Linked DNA regions of Mus musculus: region 1 is linked to region 2. The links are chromatin contacts, called in public promoter capture Hi-C maps. All regions are on one chromosome and are shown on one strand. Each heading gives the region's core, a stretch centred on a gene start, on an enhancer-like site or on the middle of the called end of the contact. The rest is flanking DNA. Distances are from core to core; before and after follow the strand shown.

What was found. Promoter capture Hi-C pulls out the DNA fragments that hold promoters and counts their contacts.
Region 1: a contact with region 2 is called in a promoter capture Hi-C map of hematopoietic stem and progenitor cells. The contact joins the enhancer-like site here to the promoter of Tmem52b in region 2. A contact is called at or near these places in 8 of 39 promoter capture datasets (the C10 cell line, the HPC-7 cell line, cranial neural crest and 5 more), 1 of 15 datasets of contacts at CTCF or cohesin (large pre-B cells) and 1 of 9 other capture datasets (liver).

What each region holds. Positions count from the first base shown.
Region 1 is chr6:131,403,227-131,408,687 of GRCm38.p6, reverse strand. No RefSeq gene overlaps it. Among named protein-coding and RNA genes, the nearest start is that of Ybx3, 18 kb to the right of the region's middle. Within about 2 kb of position 3,282, at least 22 of the 459 cell types and tissues checked have an H3K27ac peak or open chromatin away from gene starts, as enhancers often do. A contact at or near this core is called in hematopoietic stem and progenitor cells, where this site is marked.
Region 2 is chr6:129,509,760-129,515,383 of GRCm38.p6, reverse strand. It overlaps Tmem52b (transmembrane protein 52B), which reads right to left and starts at 2,827. Exons shown (of 5, transcript NM_001081186.1): 1 at 2,280-2,827; 2 at 1,127-1,170. The coding sequence starts at 2,345.

The DNA.
Region 1 (5,461 bases), core at 2,033-4,532, 1.9 Mb before region 2:
CAAGTACCTTTATCTACTGATCCCTCCCTCTCTCCAGACCACCCACCTGCTTTTCTAACTGGGGGGAATTTGAACTGGAAAGGGATAGGGCTTCTTAAGATAAACGTTCAGGGAAGAAGGTTAATCAGCTTTGCTACTGCCCCACCCCTACCTGTGCTTCCAAAGCCCGCCTTAGGCTGGGGGCCACCGGTCCCTTTGTGGCATCCTATTAACCTTTCCTTGAATACAGTCTGTGTCTGGTAGCTCTCAGGGGGACACTTGAGAGGTTTAACTGAAGGATTTTCTTATTTTAAGTCCTGAAAACCAGCTTTCAAATAACTCCGGCTAGTCAGAGGAAACACATTACCCAAGACCACAATATCCACCTATCCACCTCGTCACCCATTCCTTGGACTACATGCTTTTCAGTATCCTGCCATTTCACTATCCCACGATAGGAATGTCTCTTCCCTCCCTCAGGCTAGAAATTCCAGTCTGCAAAAATTTCTCAGCTTCTGGGCAGGTAATCATGTTCATAATATTCTGAATGTTCTTTGCTTAGCTCTGTCATGTGTCCCAGTGGTCGGTCCAGCTTTAGTAAAGTTACAACCACCTGATACTCAAGACTCTGACAACACTGACAACATCTTGAAGTGGTCATTTAAGTTTCAATTCGTTCTGGAGTTTTGTCTTCCATTTTTGGTTGCTTGTTTTAAATCACTCATTCATTAATGATAGTCTTACATGAAAATGTTCTCTAAGGCACTGCAAAATGCAACAACCCTCTGGTTATCTATATTTCATTTTCTCTTCCTCTTCTTCCTCCTCCTCTTCCTTCTAGCATGTTGGGTTACATCTAAGATCTTGTTTAACATAAGTAAGATTTTTTTTTCTGCTTTTCCTTTTCAGACAAATCTCCTTAGTTACCCCTAGAACTGACTCTGTACTCATTCAATTCTCCATCCTCAAGCTCCCAAGTAGAACCTTGTGAGCAGACACACAAACTGGACACCTGAGTCCCAGTCAAACTGGTCAGTCACCAGGTTTGCCTGTATTTCTGGGACCAAGGTATTGCCAGATTGTGGGAATTTGCATTAAATTTTCACATTGATTTGGCTTCAATGTTAAAATCTATAATTACCCATGCCTCTGATGTAAACCACAATGGTATTTTTGTTGTTGTTGTAATCTTGAGGAGAATACAAAAGGTATGAATAACATTACAAACATATTCTGGAATGGGAAAGAACCATGAAGTGTCTCAGCACAGGCAGACAGGTAGGAGAGAAGAGAAGGAGGACAAAAAAGAAAGGTAGGAATAGAGGGAGAAAGAAACAAGATACCATGATAGAAGGTTAATTGTACATAATTCTTTAAAAAGACATAACCAGAACAATTAATGATGTTGACTCCCCAGGGCTTACAATAGCAGAGTAGCCAAGATCCCAGATTTCAAAGAGTATGAAAACAGAGTTACCAGATCCCAGCTTAAGGGAAATTACTATAAGAGCAGCCACCAGACAAGGTCTACTGCCTTCTGTAAAATGACCCATGACCCACAACCCTGGGGGAGGGATCTTGGACAATAAATATCCCAACTCAGGTTGTTCCCTTCCTTTTGTTTGTTAGTAATGCATACTAGTGGCTGGAACAACCACAAGCCAGAGGCCATTTACAGAAGGTGTCTAAAGTGGTTAGCTTCCTAGGACTCAGAGAAAGAAGGAAAGGGAGGCAGCAAGAATGGACTTAAGGCATGTGCATACAACACACACACATACACACACACACACACACACACACACACAAACACATCATTTTCTTCCCTCCTACGTGCTAGTCAAGCACTCACTCTGACACTGAGCCACATCCCCTGCCCTTTCTTTTTCTTTTTCTTTTTTTTTTTTTCCAATGTTTTTATTTTGAGACAGGGTTGCACTAAGTTGCCAGGGATAGCCTAAGCATACTCTGTAGTCCAGGCAATCCTTCAACTATCTTCCTTTTAACTTTTTCCAATTTAATTTTGACAGTTTCATACATACATGCAATGGATTGAGAACATCCCCACCACACTCTCTTGTTCTCTCATTCCTGTTAAGCCCCCTTTTCTTCCCAAGTAGCCCCCTCCGACTTTCACATCTTATTTTGTATATGCAGGTTTTGTACAGGTGACCATCCTCCAGATCTTCCATCTTTCTATTCCCATTTTGGTGATGTTCCCTGAGCCTGGAGAAGGAGATGTCCCATTTAAGGCCACTCAACAGTCACTTAGTGTCAGCACTTTGTCCAGTTATGAGTCTCTATATTAACCAAAACCGCTCAGCCAAAGCCAAGAGAAGCACCAGTCTGGGTGCATACAAGGATTTAGAAGGCACTTAGACTGTGTGTCCATTCAGCATAGCATCAATATTAAGGTCTTCCTAGGGCCTGTGAGCTCTGCAGTCACAGTATTTCCCCCAAGTTTACAACAGAATGGGAATTCCTTCCCATGGAGATAATTAATCATGACCTCATTACAGCAGTAGGAACACTTTGTCTGGCAGACACGAAGGTCTTGCAGTCTGCAGCATTCACGACTCAGTAAGACCAAAGATGCCTTTTGTCCCCTCCCCTAAACCCCAGCAGTCTGCATGCCACCTGCTGGTACCATGGTGCTGAGTGCTAAAGAAGCTTCAAGCTCAGTTCCAGCTTGATTTACATAAGTGCTTTGTCCCAACTATGTTGTGTCTTTAACCCTAGGGTCTTCTGGGTGGCCAAGAGCAGTGACAATAGCCTCCATTGTTTTGGGAGCCTCTTGGGGCTTCCTAGCCAATATCTTGTAGGGAAATATCCTGCACTTGGCACTGAAACTTTTGATAAAGACCCATGAAATCTGAGGACAGCATTCTTCATTGATACAGGGCGACATTAGCCAGACTTTATAATAATTACCTCTTTATTTAGCTTGCAAAATAATAGGTTTCTATGCAGAGTTTCCTTGTATTCTAAGTTGTGGTTACATTTCCCAAGTCCCCACTACCTCATCAACCACCAATTCCCATTTTAACTTTTTTCAGTCCTAATAACCCTCTCCTCTACTGTACCATGTGTACCACGTGTTGTACTACTCCTCCTGCCAAGACATTTTTTTCCCCCACACACAGTTTCTTCTGACACCTTTCTTCCTTCCTAGCTTTGACAGACACTCACCCCAACACAGAAGTTTAAAATTTTGAAGCTAGGATCCACACATGAGAAAAAAACCATAATGGCATTTGTCTTTCTGGGCTGTGGTAACCCCCACTCACTGTAATATTTTCCACTTCTTTTCTGACGTTGCAAACTTCCCTTTCTTCTTCACCGATGAGAATCCTGTTAGTTATATATACCCCATCTTCACTATGGAGTCATTAAGTGATGCATGTTTAAGCTGATTGCGTTCCTTGGCTATTGTGAATAGAGCTGCAATGGGTGAGCATCTGTTGCAGGATATTTGATGACACTGTGAACCCCAAGGTTACCTTAGGGTGTTGCTCAGCCCTATGCACACGCTTAATCCCTCTGCCTGGAATACAGACATATCTTGAATACACACCTTTAACCTAAAACAATGAAGGTAAGATCAGTTTAAGAAGGATGCACCCAGGTTAAAAATTAATGTCTAATTGAGTGGCAGCTGAAGTGACCAATCAGAGAAAGATTTAACAGGATAAGGTATGACCAAATGTCATAAGGAAAGAAGAAAGGGGAGCTACTTTAAAAAAAGCAATGTGGAGAGAGAAAGAGGGTGCAGGGGAAAGGTAGTTTTATTAGGATAGCTGTACCGAATCTGGTTGTAGAGATAGAACAAGATAGACCCAGGTGAAGACAGAATGAACTAGAGAAGTGAGAAGTCAGAAGATTAGAACAGATTGGCAGAGTTAGTTGGAGGCAAAGCAGAGCAGTTTAGGAGAAGCTGGAAGAAGCCAGATTAAATCAGTCAACTTGGAGAGGAATTTGAGCCAGAACAGGTGAGTTGAACCAGCCACCCAGAGATCAGAAAGAACTAGGAAGAGTGATTTTATTCAGCAGTAAGTCTCAGAGGCTGAAAACATTCTAGGCCTAGATTAGATTGTATGGAGACTAGAAGCTTCCAGGACTAGGCCTAAGTTAGCAGAGGCAATAAGCTTCCAAGATGACAATTGCATCAGGCGAATAAAAGTTATTTTTACAAGTGTCTCTGTAGTAGAATGTGGAGTCATTTGGGTATATGCCTAGATATAGCTCGGTCATGTGGTAGTTCTATTTTTAGCTTTTTGAGAAACCGCCATTCTGGCTTCCACAGTGACTACACCAGTTTTCAGCCACACCAACAGTTTCCTTTTTGATGGCCTCACCATCATTTGTTATTTGGTGTTTGTTTGTTTGTTTGTTTGTTTTGTTATAATCACTCTTACTGAGCTGAGATGGAATCTCAAAGTAGTCCTAATTTATACTTACCCGTGGCTAAAGATGTTGAGCATTTTTAAAAATGGTTATTAGCCATTTGTACTTCTCTGTCCACTTCTGTACGCCCTCCCTCTTTTTAAATTGAGTTATTTGGTTTCTTGAAGGTTTTTGAGTACTTTGCATGTTCTCGACATTAATTATCCATACAGGTGGTAAGGATTTCTTTCCTCATTCTGTAGTCCGCCCCTTCATTTAATTGATAGTTTCCTTTGTTGAAAAGAAAAACTTTAATTTGATGAGGTCCACCTGTCAATGGTTAGTCTTATATCAGGGCAACAGAAATCCCATTTAGAAAGTCCTAACTTTTGCCAACACCTCGTATAGTGTTTTCTACCTTTTACCTTAGAAGTTGCAGGTTTCATGTTAGGTCTTTGATATATTTGATATATACACTGGCTATTTGGAAATTTTTGTGCTTTCAAATGAATTTTAAGGTTGTTTTGTTTCATTCTTTTCTGTTTAGAGTGGCACTGGGGTTTTAATTGGGATTGTACTGAATCTGTGGTTTGTTTTGAGCATCTCGTCCCAGATTGTAAAGTATCAAGGATTACAGAACTTTCAAGCCCAGCTACGTTCTTCTTTTCTCTCCTCTTCTTTTTGTTCTCTCCCTTCCTTTCTTTCTTCCTTCCTTCCTTCCTTCCTTTCTTCCTTCCTTTCTTCCTTTCTTTCTTCCCCGCCCCCCTCTCTTCCCCTTTCTCCTTCTGTTTTCCTCCTCCAGTTCTTCTTCATTTTTGAGTCAGGGCCTCATACAGCCTTGGTTGTCCTCAAATTCACTATGCTGCTGAGGGCTTCCTTCCTTGAGCTCCTGATCTTTTGGGTTCCCTGGTTCCACTTCTCAGGCACTCAGATTTATAGGCATGAAGCACCATCATATAGAGCTTGCCCTATTGTTGTTAACTTCAAATTTGCCTTATGCTGGAAAGCCAAAGGTGATAAGAAGTTCAGTGATTAGCACAGCTCTGCCCATCCTCCTCATCCATATCCAGCCTGTAATTCTTACAAAAAACACACCCATTAG
Region 2 (5,624 bases), core at 1,578-4,077:
GTGAGGTCAGTAACTGTACACATCAGGAAAGTTTCAGTTGAAGGCATGAAAGGAGTCATATTTGTAATTTATATTTCACAAGTTCTTGCAACATCCTCCCCCTAAAAAGGGCCTACACTTTCACAGCTAAACTCAAAACTGATGGGTACATCTGCTGAGACCAAACAGGAAGGGAGAAAAGGGAGAGGCTGGCTGGCTTCACAAGGAAGACTGTGTGGAAGACACTAAAACCGCAAGTCGGGGATAGGCAGAGGAATGCGTGTTTCTTTAAAGATGGACCAGTTTTTCACTAAAATAATAAAATAAATGTTCTCCATTAAATATATATTGAGACCCATTTCTGCATTTCATCCTTGGTCACTGTTCCACAGAAAATGCAGTTTGTTTGTATTTTCCCTGAAACAATGTATCATTTCTGCATTCCATATTTGGTCACTCTTCTAGAGAAAATGAAGTTTTTTTTTTTCCTGAAACAATGTATCATTTTACTTCTCACATTTTGTCATTGGTTCACATGCTTTCACTTCTACCTTAGACTCCAAATGGCAACAGACATCTGAATTCACGATGTCATCTAGCCAGTATCAGATATACTCATGCCAAGTAATCAAGACGAGCCTACTTACTTAATTCCCCTCACATCTGATAGAGCTGGTTTCAGGGAAATGATTCTATGGCAGAATGTGTGTTTTCCTTTCCTGTGAACAGGATTGTTATTGTCTGTCCTTACTTGAAACCAAAAATTGCTTTTGGATTTGAAGTGGGCATGCTGCTGTGGAAATCATCCAAATAGATAAGCCAATGACTGGCTGCTGAACCCAGTCTGCCCTAATGAGTCACTGGAAACCACAGCTAAGGAAGCCTTTTGCAGGTCTCCCTGACTATATGTATTTAAATTAATTGTGCTGTGTTGACGAGAAGACTGATTTGAAAAAAAAAAAAAAAAAAAAAAGCACTCTCAGTAGGGTGATTCTGAGCAGTTGGAATGACACACATGTCTATGATGGTAGGTGGTGTCCATTTAAGTTAAAAGGGAAGTCGGCACTATCTGCTGACATTTTAGCCTATGTTTGGGTGTTGTCACTTTGTCTGTCTCTACTCCTAGCTTGAACTCTCAGATACTTACTGTTCAGTGTTGACACAGTTCTCCTCACTCCTGGCCCCAGGAAGCTGTGGGAAGGAAATAATCTCAGACATGGAAATGGTCACACCTGCAGTTCTCAGCAGCCTATCAACTACCCATCATGGCTGAACCCTGTCAGACCTATTTGTAAAGATGAGGACAGGATCATAGGATTGGTCTGTACTGGCCTGAGACATTGGTCATTCCTTTGACTGGTGACTACATCTTGTGAGGCAGAAGTTCCTGAAAGAGCAGGGATCTTCTATGTGGCTCGGGCCATGGCTGAGCATCCTTCCTTAGGGAATTATGAATAGCCCTCTGTGTCAGTTTGTCACCCTAGAAGTCTCCTGACTCATCCCCTGGGACATTGTGGTTGTCTTCCTTATCCCTGCACTGCTGAAAATTGAAATCTAGCCCCAGTGCTATTCATTTTCAGCCTTCACCACATCAGTATCTCACTACACAAGAAGAGCAATGGGGGAGATGTTACAAAGAAAGAAGAATAAAGAAGAAAAGGAAATGCAGAAACCAAGAGAACATATAAGAAAATGTACTTTTATATATTGGTTAACTTGCGTGGGAAGCAAAGCAGACAGCTGCTACCAGCACAGGAATGAGATGCAGTCTAGTTTCTGCAGTGTCTTGCTCAGCTAGACTTCCTAGCTATGTAAACTTGGCCTTGGCATTTGTCCAGAATCTCTCACTATACTGACCCTTTTTTCAACTAAATGGTGACTCACAGGCTTTTCTTTCACAGAGGAGTAAAATAAATTGTTTAAAATATTATTAAAGAGACCTTTGGTACTGGGAACTCACTGGGTAATCCCTGCACCCCTGTTCAAGCTGAGTATAACATATACTATCTCTGATTGTTCTAATTTTTCTCCCTCTTTCCATGAGCATCAGTCACACATACATACATCTACACACACACACACACACACACACACACACACACACACACACACACACACACACATACACATACACACATCTCTGAAACCCCCTATTATTAAACAAACACCATAGTACTCTTTTCTCACTCCCTTTTGGGTTCTATATCAGTTTTTGCTCCATCCATTTCCTCCTAGAGACAGCATAGCTAAAGCAATACGCAAAGGAAAGTTTCTTCCTGCTGTTTCACAATTGAACACACCTGGATGAAATAAAACAGGCCAGAGGCCATCAGCACCTGGGCCCAGGCTGTCATTAGGCTGAACATCTGGTCCAGAAAGGTCACGCCGGCTGCATCTGCTGTATCCTTCCCATGCTCCGTGCCACGTGGAACTTGGTGGTGAAGGATTCCTAAAGAGAATTTTTTCTCGGCAATAGATCAATCTCCTCTCCTTGTTCCCGCTGGCTTTATATTTTACGGTTTCCTTTTCCCTTTTAGTTTCCTCCTCCTGAGTTCTCTTCACGGGGTCTCCACATTGGCTTCCTCTCCACTTCCTTTCTTCAATCAAACTTTTCTGTGTATTTAATTTTTCTTCGTCTGCATTCAAGAAGAGCACATTTGTCCTCTGAGTTAGATTTTTTTTTCCTCAGTCTATAATGAGAGACTTGGACCTGTAATAGGTCAAAGGCAGATTGTGAGTGACCAGATGTGTTCTTGTGTTCATCAGGAAACTAGTTACACACTCTCGGCTCCTGGATGACCGCTGAAGTCTGAAAGTCACTGCCAATCTCTCTCCACCCTCTCTCCATGTGATTGGCATCTGCCTTCTTACTCCTTAAAACTCTCCCCTTACCGTGTTGATAATCAACCCTGCAGGTTCTGGGTCATTTATTGCAGCCATTCAGCAGGACTAAGAGATTTTAAAGGAGCTAGAAAGTTATCCCTACTTTAGAGTAGGTAGTGGGTTTCAAAACTAGAAGTGCCAGGTGCTAACAATGGTCTCAGCCTCCTGCTTCAGTTTCAGAAACACAGGCATAGTTTTAAAAACCATTTTCCAAGTTAACACACTCTCTCTCTCTCTCTCTCTCTCTCTCTCTCTCTCTCTCTCTCTCTCTCTCTCTCTCTCTCCCTCTGCTCCTCTTAAAGCAGTGTTGTGATGTTGTCACTAGAGAACCAGGCTCAGAGCATACAATCACGGTTCCATCTACTGAGGAGGCTGAGACACGAGGATCATATGGGTCTAGTTCAGGAAAGTAAGACTACCCTAGGGAACAGCAAGACCTCCATCTAAACCCACATATTATCAACAATAAAATAAGACTTACAAGTCATATTTTAAAATAAGCACACCACACGGAAAGGATATAAAATGGCTATACAGGAAAATATTGTCCAGAGCCAGTGAATGCCATATAAACGACTGATATTTAAGGAGGAATCTTTTACCCAGATCCCAAAGTACTAAGTAAGAACACTCAGTGTTGGTTCACAGTGACATGTCTGTTTCACAAGACTGAACAAAATTAGATTTCAGCTGCTTTCTAATTGATGAGGAGAGGCTGCAGGGTGGGTCCTGATGAGGGAGTTTGTGGAGTGGGTTCCATCACACTCAAGGCCCCACACACCATGTGATCAGACCGTGATGATATGATGTGAGAATTATGAATGCAAACAATTTCCTGTTCTCAGCTAAGGAGAGCAAACAGTGAGAGAACTCTCTGGTACAATGTTGCTCTCTCCAAGTTGTCCATTTCTTTTTATAACATAGGCTCTTGAGTGAAATGTACTTTCCAAACTTCAATAGAAAACTCTGTGAGACAGAAGGCATTCTGGAGGAGTGGAGAGCAGGACTTAAGTTACAGCCTTTCACTAGGCCTGGACCTTACTGCACCTCCTTCTTCAGAGAGCATAATAAATAACTCCTGAACTAGCATCAGCTGTTGCTTCAGCGAAAGGAAATCGGGGTCAAGGAGGCATCTTGTGTGGAATATTTTTATTCAAACACCACATAATAGAAAAACTTCATGAATACCCCCCCCACACACACACCCTGTTTTCTTTTCTTGTGGGAAAGACAGTAAACCAGCATGGGTTAAGACCATAGCTCAGGGTCTTGATCCAGTCACTTGCTTGACCCCCTGTTTGTTATGGGATCTTGGACAAGGCATTTTATGTCTCTGTCAGCTCAGTTCAATTTGATATGGAAAGCACTCTGGTTCTCAATATCCACATAGTGACTCATGAATTGTAGCTCCAGTCCCAGAGGAATCTCAGGCCAACTTCTGTCCTCCATGGGAATCAGGCATGTGGGTAGTGAGCATATATACACAAAAGCAAAGTACTTATACAAATAAATAACAAAATAAAGGAATCTTTATGATGTATATTACAGTCCTGATAGCAAGCATTTGATATTAGTTAAGATACTTTTAATTTATCTCTATCTTACATGTGATGGTTCCTTCCAATATACAGGATCATTAATGTCCACTATGACTCTTCTGTCTTTCTACCAGTCCTTTCTAGATGGCAATATATCTTTCTAATAGTCTTTTTTTCCTTGAACAGTTCCCATGCTAACCAGGCCATTTCTTTTCCCACCCGCACCAGCCTTCACCTGCATGAACAGGTTTTCCAATTACTTTGGCTTTCCCCCCTGGCAGTTTCTGGCCACATGATTGCAATCGTCTTTCTTGCCCTGGAGCTTCCCAGCAGGCCTGAACACCACAGGCTTTGGTTAATGACTCCCTTGTTGTTTTCTTTTTCAGAATTACCCGTACCATTTCTTTCTTATCCCATAAGCAGGAAAGAACTTCCTTTGTTGATTCTAATGTGTCAGTGTCCTGTGATGGCTCCCGTCACAGCTTTTAAGTAGGAAATGATGATAGAGGGAAGATCATTCCTAAGAAGAAAAGGTCCACATGGCATAAGGACAGAGGGCACGGAGCTGGAGACATGGAGGACATTCTCATTACCAGCCTACATAATCCCATTCCATTAAGCTTGTCAATCATTAGCTTATACTATGTTGTGAAGGACTAGGACTTCGGCCAACAAAAGGTACACATACACTGCCCTCTTCACCTGTGCTTCAGGGCATTGTTATACAACCACTCTAACAAGTGTAGCCAAAGAATTGCTAACTTGGGGTTCCTTTGATTATTCTCCTTTGACCTTGGTTGCCAGGTGCACCCCCTCCTGCTCCCCTTCCATTCTGTATCTCAATGAATAGAAACCAGGAATACTGGTACTCTGAGGTACCAACATCAAGCTGTACATGTCTGAACAGTGGGTTGGGCCATCTCCAATGGTCAAGAATGGAGACAGTGGCAGAAGTCAGTTTCATTCTAAAACCTTTGGGTATTTCACTAAGAAGCATCTCTGTTTTAAGATCCAAGATCATAGCATAGATATTTAATTCCAACCTCAGAGACATGGAAACTTAGCAAGAGCATTAAACAGGGGGCTTTGTTCCTCCCTTGAGAAAGGGTTTCATGTCTGACCTCAAACTTTTTATGTAGCGAAGACTGGCTTTGACTACTGATCTTGCCTTGCCATCACACTGCTGGGATTACAAGCACATGCCGCCACTCCCACCTTTTGTGA